2 separate regions of the Acanthopagrus latus genome follow, and region 1 is linked to region 2. A link is a contact called in public Hi-C data. All regions are on one chromosome and are shown on one strand. Each heading gives the region's core, a stretch centred on a gene start, on an enhancer-like site or on the middle of the called end of the contact. The rest is flanking DNA. Distances are from core to core; before and after follow the strand shown. Region 1 holds the start of si:ch73-206p6.1 (phospholipid scramblase 2). Region 2 holds the start of LOC119008657 (sodium/hydrogen exchanger 9-like).

The links. Hi-C and Micro-C count contacts between places; a contact is called where the count stands out from the background.
Region 1: a contact with region 2 is called in a Hi-C map of muscle, with 3 times the contacts expected there. The contact joins the promoter of si:ch73-206p6.1 here to the promoter of LOC119008657 in region 2. A contact is called at or near these places in 3 of 4 Hi-C or Micro-C datasets (liver and muscle).

What each region holds. Positions count from the first base shown.
Region 1 is chr19:17,969,311-17,973,580 of fAcaLat1.1, forward strand. si:ch73-206p6.1 (phospholipid scramblase 2) reads right to left here and starts at 2,236. Exons shown (of 7, transcript XM_037078470.1): 1 at 2,130-2,236; 2 at 1,411-1,501; 3 at 34-76. The coding sequence starts at 1,479. The region is part of intron 2 of LOC119008330 (a long non-coding RNA gene); the gene reads left to right.
Region 2 is chr19:17,719,026-17,723,577 of fAcaLat1.1, forward strand. LOC119008657 (sodium/hydrogen exchanger 9-like) reads right to left here and starts at 2,207. Exons shown (of 15, transcript XM_037079214.1): 1 at 1,747-2,207; 2 at 821-1,020. The coding sequence starts at 1,894. It overlaps dipk2ab (divergent protein kinase domain 2Ab), which reads left to right and starts at 2,783. Exons shown (of 4, transcript XM_037079715.1): 1 at 2,783-2,905.

The DNA of each region.
Region 1 (4,270 bases), core at 986-3,485, 250 kb after region 2:
AACAACATAAATGACAGATGGATGCAAGTTTACCTTCAACCACCTCAACCTTCTGTTTGATGAGCAGCTGATCCACCTAGAAAAAAACAGATAAGGACATACACTGGATTCAGATGTCTTGGCTGTTAACTGACACTAACCTCTCCTTCAGTCACATGTTAAAAAAAAGAAAATCTTTCAAAAAAAAAGTTAAATCTCACGTGTCTACAGAGGATTTCAACATTGTATGATGTTCACTAATTTGAATTGCTGTTTGCAAAGTTGGTCACAAGCTGACCACAGCAGACTGAAGGTGAAAAATCAAAGTACGTCCATCGAAGCGCTATCTTCAGAAAACATCATATGTGAAGATGGGATGACTATATGAAATATGTAAATATGTGCCTGGTCTCTAAAGTCACTCATGACTCAGCTCCCCTGCCACTTGTTGCCCTTTTATCAACAGAGGAACTGATACATATTGTGTCAATCAACCTGGTCTGTCTGAGGTTTCAGGAGAGTGTAATACTGTTCCAAATCACATTACACAGCAAAACATGTAGATCTTTTAGTAACACTTAAAACATTAGACGGTTAATACTCAGCTTGCTTGCTATGAATGAGCTATAAACATACATATATATGTGTATGTATATATATATATATATAGTAGACAATCTTTCTTTTTCCAATCTTTAAAACAGCATGCCTTGTGCTGTTTTGTTTTGTGCTGCTTGTTTTGTTTTTCCTTTGCTCTGCTATATTTCAGGAAGCATTTCTAAGACCTTGACCAGGGACAACCGATCAAAAAAAAAAAAAAAAAGCTACTTCTGTCATTTTTACCCAAGTGATACCATGTGTTTTATTAACGTGCACCATCCCTTCTTAATGGTGCACTATGTAGTTTGGGGGAATACATTTAAATCACAAGAGAAACAAACTCTTTATTTTCATGACTGAATAAACAAACTGACCTTGGAGGACAACACATTTTCTTACAGATTTACTTTATTTATATGTGGTGGATCCTGCCAACTTTCTAACTTCAAACACTATTTTCTTCAAACAAATATTTCAGAGTTTGTATTATTGCCTCATTTACATTTAAAGGTCTTCTCCAAAACTACACTGCACCCTGTCAAAGCCGCTTTTGTGTTGTCATCATTTTAGCCACCCCGTCTTTACCTTCAGCTTCAAATAAAACTAAACTACATAAGATGTGAGATACGATAAATGTGGAAATGTATGCAGTCTGAAAGCAAATAGAGCAATAAATGATTAAGTTATATAAGAGTAAAAATAAGGAAGAAGGAATACAAAATGGAAACAAGGCTATGGTAGAGGATTTGGTGACAGAGGTGATTAATAGCAGCAGATTCGACATGTAAACAGCAAATATAGACTTATATTCTAATTGTAATAGTTTCTTACCTGAGTCAGGTACTCTAACCCAGGTGGACAGCCTGGTATTCCCGGGCTGGGCACAGCGTACATGTTCATGTTGTCAGGCTTGGAGGGAGACCTGGTGACACATGCAGAGCAGTGAGACACAGCGCCATCTTGTGCCAAACTGGGCGACACTCATAAACAAATGGAGACGGATCGCGGCAGATGGACGGCGGGTTCATGTGTTGTTCTCTGTCTGCCCGAGTTGTTACTGTCAAGTTAACAGACCCCTCGTCCTTCTCGCACCACTATCGTGTCCGTGGCCTCGTTAAGGTGGACACGGTGTGTGGGAGCAGCTGGTTCACAGCCTCCGCGGGGGGGAGGGGAGGGGAGACCGTAGATGGTGGGCGGCGACGCAGATCTTCATCTTGATCTGGAAGTGACGCTTAGTGACGGGAGGAGACCACCGTGAGAAATCCTCTTACTCCCTTTGTTTACACGTCAACAACTAGCTTACAGCCACACACGAGCCACACACACACACACACACACAGGTAGGCCATGTCAGTGCAGATCTGTGTGTGTGTGTGTGTGTGTGTGTGTGTGTGGAGAGAAGTGGGCTGTTCACTGCTTACCAGGTGGTAAAGAGAGAGCGCGCGCCGAGGTTTACACGTGCCACAGGGCGAGCCTATCATCAGAGTCCGAGCAGTTCACATTAAACACACAACAGTCAGAGATTTACAGGAAAACCCCAAGTTACTCACCGATATTCCACCTGCTACCTCGGAAATAACAGGCCACTCCGGAACCAGGACTATGGAATAAACCTATAATCCCATTGGTTCGACGTCATCGTACTTCCCATCTCCGGGAGCCAATGGCGGGGCGAGAGTGTAGAAGAGAAGCAGACAGAAGAGAGGCGAAGAGACAAGAACGAGATGCGATAGAACCAATCAAGACCAGCCTTAAGTGCTAATTTGGTTTAATTAGACAGCTGGTAGTACAGAAAGCATCCATAATGCACTGAATTATTAATTTCTCAGCAATAATTGAGTTTTGTTTGGAATTTGATGAGCTTAAAGAGTTTTATTGGGTGCGTTATAGAGATGTCTATGGTGAAAATTAATTGACAGTTTTTTGGCTTTTTTTCAAATTCAACTTTTTATTGAACGATTTGGTTGTGGGCCGACTGCAGCTCAGGAAGTAGAGCAGGTCATCCAGCAATCAGAAGGTTGCTTTTTCAAATCCCCATTGTAGTATTCTTGAGCATGATTGAACCCCAAATTGCTGGAAGTTGCTGCAGGTCGGCCTCTTGCATGGCATCATCAGTGTATGAATGTGTGTGTGTGTGACAAGCACTTTGAGCGGTCAGTAGACTGTAACAGCGCTGTAAAAATGCAAGTCCATTCACCACTACCACAGGATATACAGATACAGAGTACCATAGATCAAGTACCAAGATTATTGTGCATATAAACAACATGTTACACAAAATTATATATAAGCCACCAGTGCCTTGCCAAAGAATAGAAGAAAAAAATCAGACATGAGGATAGAAGGGATGGTGGTAAGTGAATATAACAATGTAGAAGCTCCAACAAAAACCCAGCAGTCAGTCAACAATATATTATTATTATTATATCTGTGCCAAGAATGTGAGGGTTTGCAAGAGAGCTGTTGAGGATATCCTGAGCTTCTACAGGGGGCCTGTGCGTTGTGGATTACAGCTAATGAGCTTTCTGTGAGCGCAATATCCCTAAAATGATGTCACCATTCTTTTATTGATGGAAACTCAGAGGTAGCCGCTTTGGACCGAAGATTAGATACAGAAGGGCATTCCCAGATAACATGCTGGTTATTTAGCTGCAGTATTCTAACTACATTTATTACGATGTTGATTTTTTCCGTAAGCTTCATTTTGTATCATGTTGCAGGACTGTGTGCTCAAATGTGTGGTGACTCATTTCATGAGCTGGATTTTTTTGATTATAAGAATAAATTTAGCCAAAACAGCTGATAAACAGAAAACATAAACTAATAATAACAGCCTCGAGCACGACACATAAGTTCTACAGAGCCTCTTTAAAATGTCCAGCTTTTAACACTTTGCTTCATCACCTTTGTTGCATCTTTTCTACCAGGAACACCACACTGACAGCATCTTTAACGTCTGTCGAAAGCTGGTTTGAAATGTTCCCATGATTTATGCACAAATACACCCAGAAACAGTTTTACCTTCATGTCTCTATTGCTCGTGTGTGCAGCAGAGTGACATGGAGTACAGCTTTGTGGCCACAGCTGTCAACGATTACTCTCCCACTTGCATTTGCAGGGACAGCGAAACTACAGTGTCTCTCATAACGTGCAATTTTGCAAGAATACAGCCGATGTAACACAAACTTTGCTTGATATCCGATATGTATAAACACAACCTTCAGAGAAAGGCAATGCTAAACTAAAAGGAGAGCATTCATCTAGTGTTCATGTGTTGCATCTGCACATTTTCCACACATGTATTATGTAACTGTGTCTGTGTGTCCTAATGATCTACACAGACTCATATTCTGGCTGTCGGGTGATATGTTCTCTTCTCGTGCCAGTGTCCCTGTGCATCTGCACACTGTGTGACCTACATTAAAGACAGTGAGCCATACGTGAAAACACATTTCAGTACATGCTAATTACACAGCAGCTGAGAAGCTCTGCAGCGGTTTAAGGCAATGTTCGCTGGGTTACGTCACCCCTATGGCCATCGTGTTATTTTGTGTTAATGTCTGCATTTCTCAGGTTGAGACATTTTAAAATGTGGTGCCTCATCAGATGTGATCTAATGCTTTCAGTCCACGTATCATACATATCTAAAACAATAACAGCAAACTATCATTTGCTATGATAAGTTGTCATT
Region 2 (4,552 bases), core at 957-3,456:
ATGGCCATCTCCATCTGAGATTAAAAGCTGCAGTGTCTCCTGAGATTACTTTACTATCTCACATCTTTCCTGCAGCGCACAGCAATCCAGCACAGATGTCACCTGCAAAACTATCTCATTATGGGACTTCTCTATGTAAACACTTGGACAAAGTCTTCAGTGGAACATTTCAAGGAGAAATAAATTAGGTTTTATTATTGTATTCACCCACTTAATGTTTGCAGTTGTTGGCAGGAACATACTTTTGAGAAAATGTTTGTACAAACCTGTTTATTGCTCATTGATCAGAACCCTTTGTTGCTTTATCTACTCCACTGAAGTCTGTTTATTGGTTTCTGTGTTTAGATGCCTTCTAATTTCCCCTTGTCCACAGAGCACACCTGAAAATGTAATCTCCCCTATCTGTTCCTTAATAAATCCTTAATATAGGTTAAATTGCTCTCTTGCCCTCTTTCTCTCTGTACGACCACTTTCTTGCTTCCCCAGTAACAAACAGACCATGCAAGTAATTTAGAGGAAAACCAATAACTAAGCTCCATTAGAGGAGACTGTTGATGTAAATACCCAGCATACAAAAGGGAAGAAAAATAGTGGTGATCAAAGGAGAAGCGGTGAAAAAAAATATGTGTTATTTCAGACGAAATAAAAAAAATCATTAGAGGAAAAGAAAACATCCTGTGTGCGGTACAGTTGTTTTTTTTACGGGTTCCCTCTGCAATACTGACAATCATGTTGTTTCATTTTCACCAGTGCCTACACAAAAGATTTGCTTTTGCAAAATGTATTTGAAGTAAAGGTCAGATGAAGTCGCCATACTCACCAGAGGGCCTGAGACTGGTGGGCAGCTTTGGTTCACTTTCCCAACATGTCTATAATAGTGAAGGCGTGGTGTGATGTTGACCGTCAAGATATGAGGAGTGCTGTTAAGTCCGCCGCAAGCACACACAGTCTCTCCAATATTGACCGCATGTTGTCCCCAGTCGAATGGCAAACATCTCACTGCTAACCCTAAAAGCACACCTGCAGAGGAGTGGAAAAAAAGAAAGAAAAAAGCCATTGTGATGAAAATGACAGCATTTATCTGATAGCTTACACTTGGGACAAATATTAGTATAAAGTATAGAAGATTAAAAGTGGACATGAATATACCACATAGCAAGATCTACATTATAAGTTGTTATGGTGATGAAACATGGGTGAAACTGCAACCTTTTAAGAGTACTGCTGGCTGCTGAGCCCTTAATAGTTTATGATATCTCGGACTACCTGGCAATTAATGTAGGTTATTATTTTGAGTGAAGTAGCCTGAACAGAAAGGTTCAGTCCAGTAGCCCCATCATTTATCACAATATAGCCAATCAACTAGCCACATACACAAATAAATATCATACATTGCACCTTTAAAATTATCCTTAGCCGTGATTTTCTTTAGCTGTGAACGAGTGGCAAAGCTAACTTCAGATTACTAGTGGTTGCTGTGTTATTTATTTACTTTTTTTTTTTTTTTTTTTTTTAAAAGATAGTTAGGGTTAGGGTTATAAAATATATACTCTGCTCAGCCAATAAAAAAAATGGTGGATACAGCAAAAAAAAAAAAAAGATGGTGAGAAGCTTCTGCTTCATGCCTACAAAGGCTGAAAATGAATTTATTTCGTTAACACTCTGATATCAGCCAAATGAAACTGTGAGTCAGGAAGTCTAGCTAGCTTCCGTGCTATATACTGTGTATTAGTGTATGCTACTTACCATAAAACATTGCACCTCCAGTCTCATGTATAAGTCTATATTTAAATTGATTCATCTTCCACACACTGAGAATAGTTACGAGCGCCAAGCCAATTGAAACCAGGAGCAATAATGCAGTATAGTCTTGTATTTGCTTCGGTGCGGCCATTCTCGTTTGGAAAAAGGTCAAACTTTTCGGAAACAACTGCTTCACTTCAGCAGCAGCAGCAGCAGCAACATCCGCATCAGCAGCGGTTCAAGTGCCAGTGGTGCCTTTAAAAACGCCTCGGAGGTCTCTGCCACAGATGACAGAGAGTTAATACAACAGAATGACAACTGCACGGTAGTGCATTATTATTATTATATTCTGAAAAAGCCAAACTGAAGCCTGTAATCTGTTTAAAATGAGAGCGTTCACGTTTTCCGAGTGATGAGTATCTTTTTTTCCAAATCACATGAACGCACCACTCACTCAGCGTCAACCGCTCGTGTTCCAGCAGATGGCGGTGAACACAAACGAATGCACGCGGAGCTCCTCCTGCCTGCTGTGATAGGCCAGTAGTCTAACCGACTTTTAGTCATCTGCCTTAATTATCAAGTAATTGATTAATTGGTGATATGTTTGTAAAGACTTTGTTGGATCCATCTTTTGTGTTATGTAAAATAAAACAAAAACAAGCACAAACAAATAAATAAATAAATAAATAAATAAAAAAGGTTTGGGTGTCTGTTACTTCTGTCGAAACACTGAACAGTCAATCCTGTCGAAAGACATTTCATTTAGATTTTCTTATACTGCATAAAATACAAACAAAAACAAAAGTTTTGTTTTGTCAAGAAGCTGCTTTTTTCTGATCACATTACCTAACTGCATTGTAATCTCCGTTACATTTTTATTCTAGATCAAGCCTCTATGTTCGTCTTTAAAAAGAAAGGGGAAAAAATGCTTTTAAGCTAATGGAGGCAACGGGAAAAATAGAAATTTGGCAAAACTTTGCTCGGGGGGGCGGGGGGGCGATCCAGACGAGACAATATTAGAACAATCGCTTAGCAACCGCGGCCGTAAACGGACGACGGGTGTCGCAAAGGCTGGAGAGGCTGGTGTTGAAAAGAGTCGAAACAGAACCCATTGTGGTGTTGGAGAGGAGTGAGCTACCGCCAGAGAGAAGAAGGAAAGAGGGTAATTCCCTGACCACAAAGGGACTCATGATACGCGGACAGATACGGACGACAATGCACAACGCGGACGCTGTTTTCTTTTGTGAGGGGGACCGCGTCGTCCGGTCGGAAAGAGCCGGTATATGAAGAGTTAAGACTCGACATCCCAACTGTTTATTTCTGCAGCTAGCAGGCTAGCAGGCTAGATACCTAGGAGCTAGAAATGGGAAGCCCGTGTGAGTTTGCATGATAGAGATCTCCGTCGAGATTTGGACGAGAAGCGGTTTTCGGGGCTCAGATACGGTCGGCGGTGGTTTCAAGTATCGGTCGTCCAACTTTGAAGAATGATATCAACGGAGCGTTAAGCAATTCACTACACTACAGACACCGGAGGGGGAAGAAAAGTCATACAGGTTTGTTTCACAGTTTTCTTTGCAGCCCCGTGTCCACAATGAACTAATCCTGTAACAAACGTTTTATCGGCACAGTGTAGATTAAAGGAGTCGCTTCAACGCTACTTATTCCATCCTCGACTTTAATAGCGAAATAAAGAAATACTAATTTAAAATAAAAACAAACAAACAAAACAAACATAGGTGTTAAATGGTGTTTGACACGTAGAGCGTCGCGGCTTCCTTCCTCAAAAAATGATTCAGTGATCAGATAACAAAAAGTAGACGACGGTGTTTTTGAGAAAACAAACGCTTCTTATCAGATGCCCACATCCGCTCAACTGTGACAGGAAGTTTATTATTACTGCTAAAAGAGCTCATGGTGGTGTTGTCGGCGGCATCTCAAGCTGACCGCCGTCCTCTTTAATCATATCCTTTAATGAGGAACCATGACTCATGCCCATCACAGGTACCTGAACACAACTTGATGTCAGCCAAAGACTAATACCATGCACTACACTGCAATGTGGTGTCATCGTGCTCAGGCAGATGTAGATGATAAAGGTGATGGTTTGCTGCCACTTGAACTTCATTCCCTGATCGCAGAACATAATAAAGCAGTATTTACATACAGCTTGAGGCTCTGTTATGATCTGAGATTTGTTCGGAGGAGGCATCTAGTCAACGAACGCGCATTCTTGCGTTGCTACCAAATCACTTGGCTCTCTGGCTTTTCACTGCTCCTAAACAACACACCTCAACAGGTCCCCACTTGGCCAACGTGATTTGGATTGATTTGCTATGTATTTGCCCTCCTTCTTGGCAAGTGGAAACAGCAGCTTGAGCCTCTTGCTCACCAGGCGGAGAGGCACAGGCGCTGGAAACCAAAGCACACTTTGCGGTGATGGCTAAATTGACTTGACCATGAGATCTGTGTGCGATTGTACGACTGCGACCCTTTGCAAACTCCCTGCCCTTGATTTCTTCAAGGGAAAAAAAGATTACCGCAACAGTCGCACTGTTCCAGAAAAGGGCTTATTATAAGTCCTGAGGAATTTCTTTTTTTTACAGTCTAATGAATAGAAGGGGCTGCTTAGAATTAATTTTTTCCATATCAGGAGACTAATTGCGGAGCCTTTCTGCAAGGTTAGACGACAAGGGAACAATGAAAATAGACTGTTACACTCAAGACGTTATGCTGGTGGTTGATTTGAATGTTTCTCAGTGCTCAGCAGGGGTACGTCTTGTAATTGTGGCCTAAAAGCTCCCACTGGGGC